Linked DNA regions of Triticum aestivum: region 2 is linked to region 1. Evidence: chromatin contacts called from public Hi-C data. All regions are on one chromosome and are shown on one strand. The core of a region is the stretch at or near the end of the contact, and the rest is flanking DNA. Distances in the headings are between cores, read along the strand shown.

Region 1 (6,010 bases), core at 2,472-4,971:
TTGTCAAAACACATCAAAAATTGCTCATACATACTCCCTTCGTTCGGAATTACTTGTCGCAGAAATGGATGTATCTAGACGTATTTTAGTTCTAGATACATCCATTTCCGAGACAAGTAATTCAGAACGGAGGGAGTAAGATTTTTCACAGCTGTTTTAGTCCCACCTCGTCGCGTCATGAGCTAGTCGACCGTAGTTGGGTCATCTAGAAGCGATAAGCTTCTGACATCATTGCATCATTTGTTAAGAAGATCGACTGTCACTATGAATCTTCTATGTTTATCATATAAATGATGATACATAGTTAGGTTTTATTCCTTGACAAGGGAAACATTCATATTAGTACTGCTTTTTATGAATCATAATGTGTTGATAAAAATTGATGAACAAGATAAAAATCTACTGTCATTGTAGTAGGGGTATCAATGTACATGAACGAGACAAACTTGACACTCGATGAACAACCATCAGTTGATGAAATGTAGTATAGTGTCAACTTATCTCGTTCACGCAACGAGACTTGATAGACACGATGAAACGGAGTCCAAAGACGACAAAACTTTTTGATGATTTTCTCTGGACATTGATGGCTTGAGAATTTGTGTTGTTTTAGTAGTGATTTTTGCTCGGTTTCACTAAAATTCTTATTACTCTCTGGATATTTCTAACGCTAATCCCTCGAAAGAGAAAAAAATCCACTTCCTCAATGTCTAACGCTAATTCTTCTAACTGACATCAATCGCATTCGTAACTTGTCAACCAAGAATGCTTTTGTTGCTCATGAAGCCTGTCGCCAAGCTTGTAAGAGCCTCACGTTGCTGTGCTCTGAAGATGATCTTGAAGTTGATGGCTTCACTAAAATATTCAAGTTCTGCTCCACACTGCCTGCCAATGCTAAATGGTGTGAGACGCCATCCAATGAAGCCTATGACTACTCTTCATCCGCTCCTACAGTTCATGCACATGTTATTGATGATGAAGATGATGTTACCTCACCAGTTTCTCCTGCACTGCGTCAAGATTCAGCGTCAGGCCCTTCTGCTCCGCCCATCAACAACATCGACCCGGCTGCACCAAGACCTTCACCACCTCCCGAAAAAGTTTAGACGCTCTGTGTCTTCAACCCTTTTTGGTCATTTGATGACATGGGGGAGAAGTATACGGGTTGATAGTCTTCAAGCTGGCATATTGGACTGGGTTGTCTATGTTTTGTTAAGTTTGCAACTCCCGTTCTGTTCATTTGATGTTTTGGGTTGTAAACTTAAGTCTTGATGGACGTCGGCTACATTTGCTACTTTGGTCGCGCTGCTTAAATTTGATCTTATGCGCGTGAAGTCATTCTGCAGATTCCCATATGTCATTGTGCATTTCATTATCTTCAAACTATCTGCTATGCACTATGATTGGATTCCATGATATAGGGGGAGTTCTCCACAATCAAAACCTATCATGTGCATTTGCCTTCAAAGCAAAATCTTCATATGCACATCTTCAGGGGGAGTTCTCTCTATATCATGAAATCATAATCTCCATGTCCTTACCTTCGCATATTTATAACCTCGTTGAAAACTTCAACTAGATTGTCATCAATCACCAAAAAGGGAGAGATTGTAAGTGCATCTAGTGCCACCCCTTTGTTGGTTTTGAAGTATTGACGACAAATCTTGTTGAGGGACTAATGTGTTTGTGACATTCACAGGATAACACAGGTAGAAGTCCCTGGAGATTCGGTTTAACTGTCGTAGACGACCCCTAAAAATGTCTGAAGACATTGAAGCCAATGGTTGCCTGTGAAGATAATGGAATGCAAAGAGTTAGCTTCTTTGTAGGTTTCATTTTCTTTTTACTGAGTCATAGGAACCATCGCACTATTAAGTGGGGTCGAGGTGAAACAAAGACAGTTGTTGAAGTAATTGCTCAACCAGAAACCTATATCTTCCGTGTGAAAATAATGAGAGAAAATCTCCTCCAGAGTTGGATGAGTCAGTTTTGCTTGTAGTCCAAGCCAAGCTGCCGCGTATGTTTTAAATCTGACTGTTGGACACGTGTCGGTTGGCCACTGACCCAAGGTCGGTTCGGTCATATCATGTTGGGTTGCCTACTGGTTACAAATAGCCCACCCCTCCATCATAAGTTGGTGGTTGCTTTGATCTATTGCACGACTTTTGTCGTTTGAGAGCAACCCACCTCCGAAGCCTTTGAGAGAAATTTTCTGTCAGAAAAACCCAAACACCCAGAGCCCAAAGTGATTAAGCATCACTGAAGACATTCTGTTTTGCGTGAACTGAAGACATGTTACACTTGAAGACTATGATCTTTCAGTCGGTTAGGCGTCGCGTTCTGAGCATCCAAAAGCCATTGTGGATTACCGATGAACAAAGTTTGTGAAGGTTTAGAAGTCTACCTTTGAAGACTTACTTGAGTGATTGGGTGAGGTCTACGGTGACCTTAGCTCAAGGAAAATAAGTTGAAGACATGCTCTTCTGAGTTTAATCTTAGCATCCCTAACCAGACGTACAACTGTTACAGCATCTGGAACTAGTCCAACAAATCACTTGTTTTCTCTGGGCAACTATCACTTCACTTCCTCACTTAGTGTTTTGTATTGTGAAGGCTTCGCTTGCTCATTCTGTTTGAAGTCATTGTGTAAGACAATCCCTTGATTACATCTTTGTCTTCACATTAAATGTTAATATTGTTCTCTGCTACCTAGTTTGTTGTCTGCATTCACTTCTCACATCAATTGTGTTGTTATGTCAGCATGTGTACCGTAGTTTATCTTCCGTTGCGCCCTGCTTAGTTATTGTTTTGCTTCCACGTCTTTGAAGACATTGCCTGTTTCGAAGACAATCATAAAAACCGCCTATTCACCCCCTCTCTGGTCGATAACTAGCACTTTCAGTTCCCCTCTTTAGAAAATGTAACATTTCATAAGCCAATATTGTATTATTAGAGATAAGCCTATCCGGAGCAAAGGCGCTTTGGTTACCCAAAATGATCTCCCCCGAGATGCACTTCAACCGGCTTGCAATGCTGTTGGAACAAGTTTGCACATAATATTGCAAAGGCTAATTGGGTGTAGGTCTTTTGGACTCCGAGGGTTCTTCACCTTTGGGATAAGGACCATGATGGTGTCATTCCATCCTTCCCGGATATAGCCGCCACAAAACATGTGTAACACTTCATGCACCACACTATCGCGAACCAGCTGCCAATACTTCTTGTAAAAGAAAGTTATTACAATACTATCCGTGGATGCTGGAGCTGTTTCTTTTTCATCATTAAAAATATTTCCATGCATATCTTCAAATAGCATTCTAATTCTGTTTTTTTCGTGCACGCCAAAATGCGCCAAAGTGAAACAAATTTAGCGTTTCGGCCATCTCCTTAAGCCTATCAATACGGGACCTTTGCATCCACACCCTGTTCTTTGTATAGGAGTTTATTCACATGTCTTTATATACTACTCTCCATTTCACGATATAGTGCGCTCGCGTTTTTTAAGATTTAAGTTTGAAAAATGCATACACATTATATTATGGAACGGAGGGAGTACCATCTTCTCTTATCTTTATTATGGAATCGCACAGCACAACCAGACAATCCACCGCCGCTTCCCCATCGATCGATCATCATCGTCGTCGCGGCGGCTTTATCCACCCACAAGTTCGTCCACCCACAAAAACAAAACAAATAGCACAGCGCAACTCTCTCTCTCTCTCTCTGCCGCCGATCAAACCACTACCAGCACGCTCACAAAAAGAATCGCCACCCAAAAATCGTGGACCTCAACCCCACACTCCCATCTTCCCGCCGCGAGCGAGCGCGTCCCCTTTGACTCAGCAGACGGCGACACCACCCGCCGACGTGTCCCCGCCGGCGCGCCGCGCAGGTCGTATCCATCCATCCACGTGTTCCGGCACAGCGAATCCGTCTCCTCCTCCACACCCGTTTCCCTCGCGGCCCCGACTCCGCCCGCCTGGACGACTCCGGCTCGCGGGCGGCTATAAATCGCCCGCCCTTTCCTTCCCGAGCTCCACTCCGTTTCCCCCTCGTTTTAAATCCGATTCGGCCCCCGATTCGGCAACCCAGCCCGACCCACCTGTTCTGTTCCCCAGTAACGAGAAGCTAAATAAATCCATAAATCCCTGGCAGAGAGAGGGAGAGGAGCCAGGCGATCGATCCCGGTGGCGGCGAGAGGCGAGGAGAGGCGGCCGGCGAAGCAATGCCTTACTGCGAGGTGGACCGGTACCAGGCCGGCGACAAGTGGGAGGGCGTCCGCCTCTTCTACCGCCGCTACGGCCGCGGCGCCACCAAGGTGCTCCTCGTCATCGGTAAGCACGCCGCCCCCCGGCCAATTCGATACAGTGGAAAAATTCAATCCTTTTTCTGGTTCGGAGGAACTCTTCTCTGAGAAATGGTTCTTCGCTTCAGGTCTGGCGGGGACGCACGACTCGTGGGGCCCGCAGATAAGGGGGCTGACCGGGTCCATGGAGCCGGCGGACGGCGGCGACGTGCCCGAGCCCGCCGCGAGGACGGACGAGGAGGCCGCCGCGCCGGCGACGGCGACGGCGCCGGAGGAGGAGGACGTCGGCGAGGGCATCGAGGTCTGCTGCTTCGACAACCGCGGCGTCGGCCGCAGCAGCATCCCCCCGCACAAATCCTACTACTCGTGAGTCTCTCTCTCTCTCCCGTCGTCTCCTAGATCCAAATTTCCGTCGGTTTCAATCATCGGCGGGCAGGGTTTGGTAGACGACATTGTTGGTCTCTCGAGATCTGCAAGGAAGATTGTAGCTTTCGGCGAGAATAAATGCACGTTTTACTCGATTCGATTCATCCTCCCTGCTGTCGCGATTGCTTTCATCCATGAGAAAACAATAGTACTAGTACCACGCGTGCGGCTGAGAGGAAGAAACAGAGGGCGGCTAATCTTCCTCCATGAAACGCGTTGAAAAGTCAAACGGCCGATGGTTCTCCGTACTGACCGTGTGAATGAACGACCTTCTCTTCTCTGGCAGGACGGCGATCATGGCGAGGGACGCGCTGGCCTTGATGGACCATCTGGGGTGGAAGAAAGCCCACGTCTTCGGCCACTCCATGGGCGCGATGATCTCCTGCAAGCTCGCAGCGATGGCGCCTCACCGGCTGTCCTCGCTGGCGTTGCTCAACGTCACCGGCGGCGGGATGGAGTGTTTCCCCAAGGTACTGTGATGTTGCAACCTGCTTATTCATCTGGGGAGTTCCGAGGACCTGAAAACAGGCCAAGGGGTTACTTTGTTTGAGATGAGCAACTTTGCCAGTGCTGACAGATATGCTGTCAATTTTTCAGGTAGATGCACAGATGCTATCTCTCGCGTTCCGGTTCTTAAGGGCGAGGACTCCGGAGCAAAGAGCTCTTGTGGACTTGGAAACCCACTATACGAAGGTGAGAAATTGAGGATGCACTGTCTGTCCTTGCCTGAATAATGTGCAAACCGGTTTTTCTGTATATGTTTTTCGTTTCCAGTGGTAACATGTCACTCAAATGCAGGAATACCTCGATGAGGAAGTTGAATCCTGCACAAGGAGAGCGATCCTATATAAGGTGAATGTCATATATACTTGCACGGAACATTCATTATTCTTCCTGCTAGTTTTACCGTGTGCATCAGACAATTTTTTTGGATTATATTTGTTGCTTACCATGCTGTTTGCTGGGGGTTGTCCTGTTAAGGAGGTCATTCAAGAATTCTGTTAAAGTATCTCATAGGTGTCTGGGTAGGCCTTCCTTTTGTGGAAGTTTGGCATTATGCTTTTGCATTCCCTTCTTTAGAATATGAAGACAATGCACTGCATAGGGATAAACTGTTGGATCTTTTGTTTGGAAGAAAGGAAGCTTTTGTTGTACCCACTTTGGAACATTGTCTGCATATATTTGGCCCCCTGTTGTTATGGAAATCTCATCTGTGCTTGTACATTGAACTTTCAGGAATATGTGAAAGGCATATCATCTTCAGGGATGCAATCTAAT
Region 2 (6,010 bases), core at 1,135-3,634, 410 kb before region 1:
AGCTGAAGAGAACGAGGGAGACGAAACGAACAGGCAGCAGGTGAAGAGGTGCGCCGTTCGTATTCAATCTCCACTACAGCAAAACGTTTCAGCTTCTGCGTGACCTTTCGTATACCCGTTGTGCGTGGCAAAAATTTAGACATCGGCTCGGCTCATTCCCGCAACCCGCGGCGCGGCGGGCGGCGGAGGAGGAGCGCGCGCGGATGTTCCTCTTGTTCTCATCCTCATACATGTGGAGAAAGAGCCTCCCTTATAAAGAGATCCAACTCCCTCTAAGCTAGCAATGTGGGACTAAACTTTAGTTCCACCTCTTGCCTTGCACGAATGGGCTGCGTGGACCTCTAGGATTTATTAGGAATTTCTGAAACTGCTATTGGGCTTGGCCCAAAATAGAAAAAAAATCCAGCATACAGATATATATAGACATACTTTAGAGTGCAGATTTATTCATTTTGCTCCGTATATAGTCTATAGTGGAATCTCTAAAGGTCTTATATTTAGGAACGGAGGGAGTATATTAATATTGCTTTCAAATTCTCGATTAGAAAGCACGGAAACCTCTATAGCAAAAATTGATTTGAACACCCCACTCTCGCTTGTCAACGATTATTTTCTTGCATGTACCTCGGTCTACCGCTTCGCACAAGGAAGCTCCATCGGACCAAATATCATTCCTCTGATAAAAGTTGGAGCAAAGGTCTCAAGGCATACATGATATTGCCATGTTGTGGTAGGACGGATGGTTGGGGCGTACTGAAAGGATCAAAGATGTCAACTAGGGGAGGAAATGGGAATAACCAACTATGGGTTTTCAGCTTTTATTTACAAGGTTAGGGATAAATATGATAAAGTTAGTTCTCTAAACATGCAACTATGTGACACAACACACAATCCCACATGACAAGGTAAGCTACCTATACAAGGTAAAGCAAGTCACCAAGCTAGCGCCTCTGATTCGGCTCTATGATGAGGCCTGCCTAGACATCCAAGCTTTGTCTCATGCTTCATCATGGAATGCCACTAACTTTGCTCCCTCATAATCCGAAAAGCAAACTCTGCTCCACCATCTGGGCTCTGTGGGGTGCAACATAGGTTCCATGAGTCGGCAGATGCACGAGACTATGATGTATATATCTTCTTGCGCAAATATGTGGTGCAGAATATCAAAATTCTAAAGCATGCCATTTGCCATCCTAACATACATACACGATATTATAATGTGTGCACAACTAAACATCCAAATAGCATTACCTGGAGTGATGTTGTTACCTAAGATTACTATCATTCGAGGTAATAATTAGTCCTAGCTTTAAAAAAATCTCTTTGATGACATGTATCCTCTGGGTAGTAAGTTCCCCTCTAGGATTTTGAAATCCTATGTGTAAACTAAATCAAAGAACTACAATCGAAAGAGTAGAAACACAGAAATCCAACTGCTTCAACCTCGCCATATTCAACTTTCTCTAAAAAAGGGTAAATGTAGTTACATGGTATCATATTTGCATGGCCATCGAGACAACATATATACACCATATCGGAATGGAGTTCTTCAATGAACATGTGCATTCATTATCTAAACAAAGCATTTACATCTATATTGTCTATTCTTTTGGAAGTCATAAAACCGGTTTGCTTGTTCCTGAAAACGTTTATGCTTTAAGTTGCGTCGTTGCAATGATACTTTGTCGTTGGCAGGTATTGTGCTATGTTGCTCATTTGTTCAGTTGGTCTAGGGATATCGCTGCCTTTAGGGCTTCTTTTCCCTTTTTCTTTTAGTAGTCTCTATGAACCCGTTGGTTTCTCCTAATGAAAATCAGAGGGGGGGGGGGTTTATGTTAATCAAAAGAATTATGTTGTATATTCTCAATGTTATTAACTTATTATAAACATTTACACCATATGAGAATGCTATCCTATGATCAATTGTGTACCCCGCACTAACAATTCGAAGCAAACACCGCATATGAAAACAAGAGGCGCTGTGATCTTACTAGTAGCGAAATAAAACTCCGCTCTGTGCCAAAATCTTCTCCTGTAATTATCTTCTCTTCTCCTATAATTCATAAAGCCAGTTAATAAATAATAATATGAGAGGATACATCCAGCGGGACCATGCCGTGCATCTTATCCAAGGCCATCACCAAGATTCAACCATATCACACTCATCCAGTGAGAAAAAGAGGAGATTCATGTGGCCCATTTCTTGTAACCCACTCCAAGTTCATTGTGAGCCACTACACTCAAGGTCTGAACCCAGGAAAAAAAGGGCATAAACCCAGCCCATCACAAAACTTGCGGCGACCGTCCGAGCAGGGCCGCCCGCCTCACCCTTTTCCCCTATTTTCCTCCGACTATTTTTATTTTTCTCCTTTTAGCCTCCTCGCTTTCTCCCCCATCACGGAAGGAACAAGGCAGGGGAGGGGAACCCCAAGGCCGCGGACCGACCCGAGCGCGCGCGCGCCACCCATCCCATCCCATGCCGCCGCTGGAGGCCCTCCTCGGCGCCGCCGAGCTCTGGCGCCCCGCGGCGCGCGGGGCCAGCGGCTGGGCCACCGCCGCCGCGCTCCTCCTGCTCCTCGTCGCCCACCTCTCCGTCCTCCTCGTCCGCCGCCGCCGCCGGGGGCGCGCACGCCTTGCCCGGCAGCAGGAGGATGCCCCCGCGGCGCCCGCCTCCCCCTCCCCGTCCTCCGGGTCCGGGTCCAGCTCCGGCTCAGGGTCGGTCAGATACCCCCTCCCCTGCCCCTTGGTTCAATTCGTGCGGTTGATTTGATCGGATGGGGGTGTTTGTGTTTTGTGGAGCGCAGGGTGGAGGGCCTCGTGACGGAGGACGATCTGAGGCAGCTGGTGGGCAGCCTGGGGGTCGGCGCCCGCCAGCCGGAGCTCGAGGGCTGGGATCCCGTCATCGCCAAGGGGAACGACGCCGTCTCCTACAAGGCGTGGTGCGAGAGGACCGCGGTACCAGCGCTGCCCTGTTACTCATTGATTTGTATTCATTCTCATCTTACAGATAAATATGTGCCAGAGTTTGGCTATTGTTCTTGGGTTCAGCCTAGAGATACTAGGCTAGATAGAAGCATGTTAAGATTTGTAGCACATACATCATAGCACGGGCTCGTTGTGATTAATTCAGGGGTTTAGTCGGACAAGGATTAACATTTCACTCGACCCATCGACTCTGGTAGTCGGCCACCACCTGACCACTAGTAAAATTCTCAATGATGGCTGCAAACAATTTTTTGAATAATTGTTATGCTTTTCCCCCGATGAATTGGAACTGTATCTGTTTTCTTTTACATGAAATTGAGGTGTGAAATTAAGGCTTTGCAATTAGTTAGAACTCATAATGCTCGCAAGAGTTAATCACTAATTATTGATAAAATGGAATTTCATAGGGCCTATGGGTTGTTTCTGGATTCTGAACAAGAGTTTGCCATGATTGGGTGCAGAGTCTAGCTTACGAATTTTATTTATCTATCGTAATTCTTCTCAAATGCAGGATGGCACACCTAGATATCTTAGTGTGACAACTTATGAGGGATGCTCAGCAGAGCTTTTGAGGGACTTTTACATGGATAATGAGTACAGAATGGAGTGGGATAACACCGTGATAAAGCATGAGCAGCTGCAGTGTGATGAAAATAGCGGAATTGAGATAGGGCGAACAGTTAAGAAGTTCCCTCTTTTAACACCAAGAGAGTACATATTGGCATGGCGAGTTTGGGCATCAGATGAGAACTCTTTCTATTGCTTGGTCAAGGTTAGTCACATCTCCCTCACCCTCTCTGCCTCTTGCACAAACTATTCATTTGCAGTTTCACACAACTGTGCATCAGTGATATATATGACATCTTTTCATTAGATATCGATTTATCTGCAGTTGTGCTATTCTTGGTTTTTGTACGGATGCAGTAATTTACTCACTACACGTACATTCATGTACAGTTATCCTAATCATGAAGGGTTCAGTTTTCACCCGAAATGAAAATATTAGCTCGTCCTGTGTCACCTAGAATGGTAGCAATGTTCCTGCAGTAAATTACAGAATGAAGTTGATGGAGCCACAGTTACATCTAAAATGTTCTATTCTAACCTGAAATTCAAGATTCAACTCTTATGCTTGAAAATTCAGTGACGTGACTGCATACGTACATATTATAGCGATAATGTTATGCCCATTGTAGATAACATAAAATCTCTTGAACTAAGGTTTAACAAAAAAAATACAATCACATGAACCAAGGTTGAACCAAAAAATTACAATCACTAGAACTAAGGTTGAACCAAATAAACATGAAATCACTCGAACTAATGTTGAACAAACAAAAATATAAAGTCACTTGAACTAAGGTTGAACCAAATAAACATAAAATCACTTGAAACCAAAAAAACAAAAAATTGTATCAACTGATGTTGAAAAAAAACTCACCTGAATGAAATTGAACCAGAAAACATTAGTCACTTGAAGTAAAGTTGAGCTGCCATTCTAAAAGAAAAGGCTGTCACTCAGTTTACGCTTGAGTTGCCCCATATGCAGTCTGAACGAGAATGACATTGCTATTGCAGAATTACCTGATTGCCTTGTTTAATTAGTTTATCCTGGCAGGAATGTGAACACTCTCTTGCGCCAATACAAAGAAAATTTGTTCGAGTACGACTTCTGAGATCGGGGTGGTGTATTAGGAAAGGTAAGTGAAAATTGATACAAGGCCTTCTGTTTGGTATTTTATTTAGCTTAGACTAAGCTATCTTCTTTCAGTGACTCGTTTGGTGGTGATGGTAGCTTTTTAAAAAGTGACATATAGAATGACGCTGAGTGAATGCTATTATGTGACTAGCTTTTGTTACAACAGGAAATACCAGCCTATATAATTCCCATAAGATATAAATTAATACATAGTTTTCAGATTCAAATGCAACTACTATATCAATATCACAACTTTGTATCTTTATAAATATGTGGATTGGATTGACTTGTACTTTGTCTTATATAAAAGAACCTGATGCTTGTAATATTTCTGTACCCATTGAGTTGTACTGAATGCTATGTGCACATTTGAGAGGAACTCAAAACAAATAGAACTCGGAAGTTGGAAATGCTATGTGTACTGAGTTGTACTGAGTAGTATATTTCTGTACCCATTAAGTTAATTTCCTGTATGACCTGATATGTGCCACTCTGATGGAAATCGGAAGTTGGAACGAATAGAAAGTGCCATTTTATACCTTTTTAATATTGGTTTATAACTACCTGTTTGATTTATAGCTTGCTAATCCTTGTATATTATTATTTGCTTGAAATGTGCAGTAAATTCATCTACCAAGTACTCTCCATTACAAAACATAGCGCGTATAGATTTTTTCAGAAGTCAAGCTTGACCAAGTTCATAGAGGAAAATATCAACATCAGTAATACCAAATAAAAACACTGTAGACACTATTTTGGAACAGAGGGAGTTTTGAAGATGCAATTTCGATCGTTATTTCTTATATGAATATGTTAGCAAAGAAAGCTAAAAGCATACATAATTATGAAAAGATTTCATGACAAATCTAATGATGTTAGTATTTTCATTTGATCTTTCTCATTAATCCTTTTACATATAAATAGTAAAAGTTAGACAAATTTTATTGCACACTTTCTAGGGTCATCATTTTTGTAACGGGGTACTTATATCATCTACGTGGTCTGTTGGTAATTTTACACCTACAATTTACCTTGTAGTCCCTGGAAGAGACGCATGTGAAATCACAGTGCTGCACCATGAAGACAATGGCATGAACATCGAGATGGCAAAGCTAGCCTTTTCCAAGGGCATCTGGAATTATATTTGTAAAATGAACAATGCTTTACGCCGGTATCCTCAGCACCGTGGTCCGTCGATATCAATTTCGACCATGCGAAGACTTACCAAGAAGGTTGGTGCTCCTTAACAGTTTGTTGATTCATGTTAGTTTATTGCTTGTTATGGATTGTAAGTTGTCTCTTGTTTGCTCCCATGATTAAAATACA

What was found. Hi-C and Micro-C count contacts between places; a contact is called where the count stands out from the background.
Region 2: a Hi-C map of leaf shows a contact between it and region 1, with 2.1 times the contacts expected there. The contact joins the promoter of LOC123182840 here to the promoter of LOC123182834 in region 1. A contact is called at or near these places in 2 of 5 Hi-C or Micro-C datasets (both in leaf) and 1 of 1 datasets of contacts at active chromatin or transcription factors (leaf).

What each region holds. Positions count from the first base shown.
Region 1 is chr1D:450,540,805-450,546,814 of IWGSC CS RefSeq v2.1, reverse strand. It overlaps LOC123182834 (putative aminoacrylate hydrolase RutD), which reads left to right and starts at 3,721. Exons shown (of 10, transcript XM_044595504.1): 1 at 3,721-4,334; 2 at 4,435-4,672; 3 at 5,019-5,202; 4 at 5,330-5,425; 5 at 5,531-5,584; 6 at 5,969-6,010. The coding sequence starts at 4,226.
Region 2 is chr1D:450,947,267-450,953,276 of IWGSC CS RefSeq v2.1, reverse strand. It overlaps LOC123182840, which reads left to right and starts at 2,384. Exons shown (of 6, transcript XM_044595512.1): 1 at 2,384-2,715; 2 at 2,805-2,955; 3 at 3,497-3,757; 4 at 4,604-4,685; 5 at 5,723-5,916. The coding sequence starts at 2,477.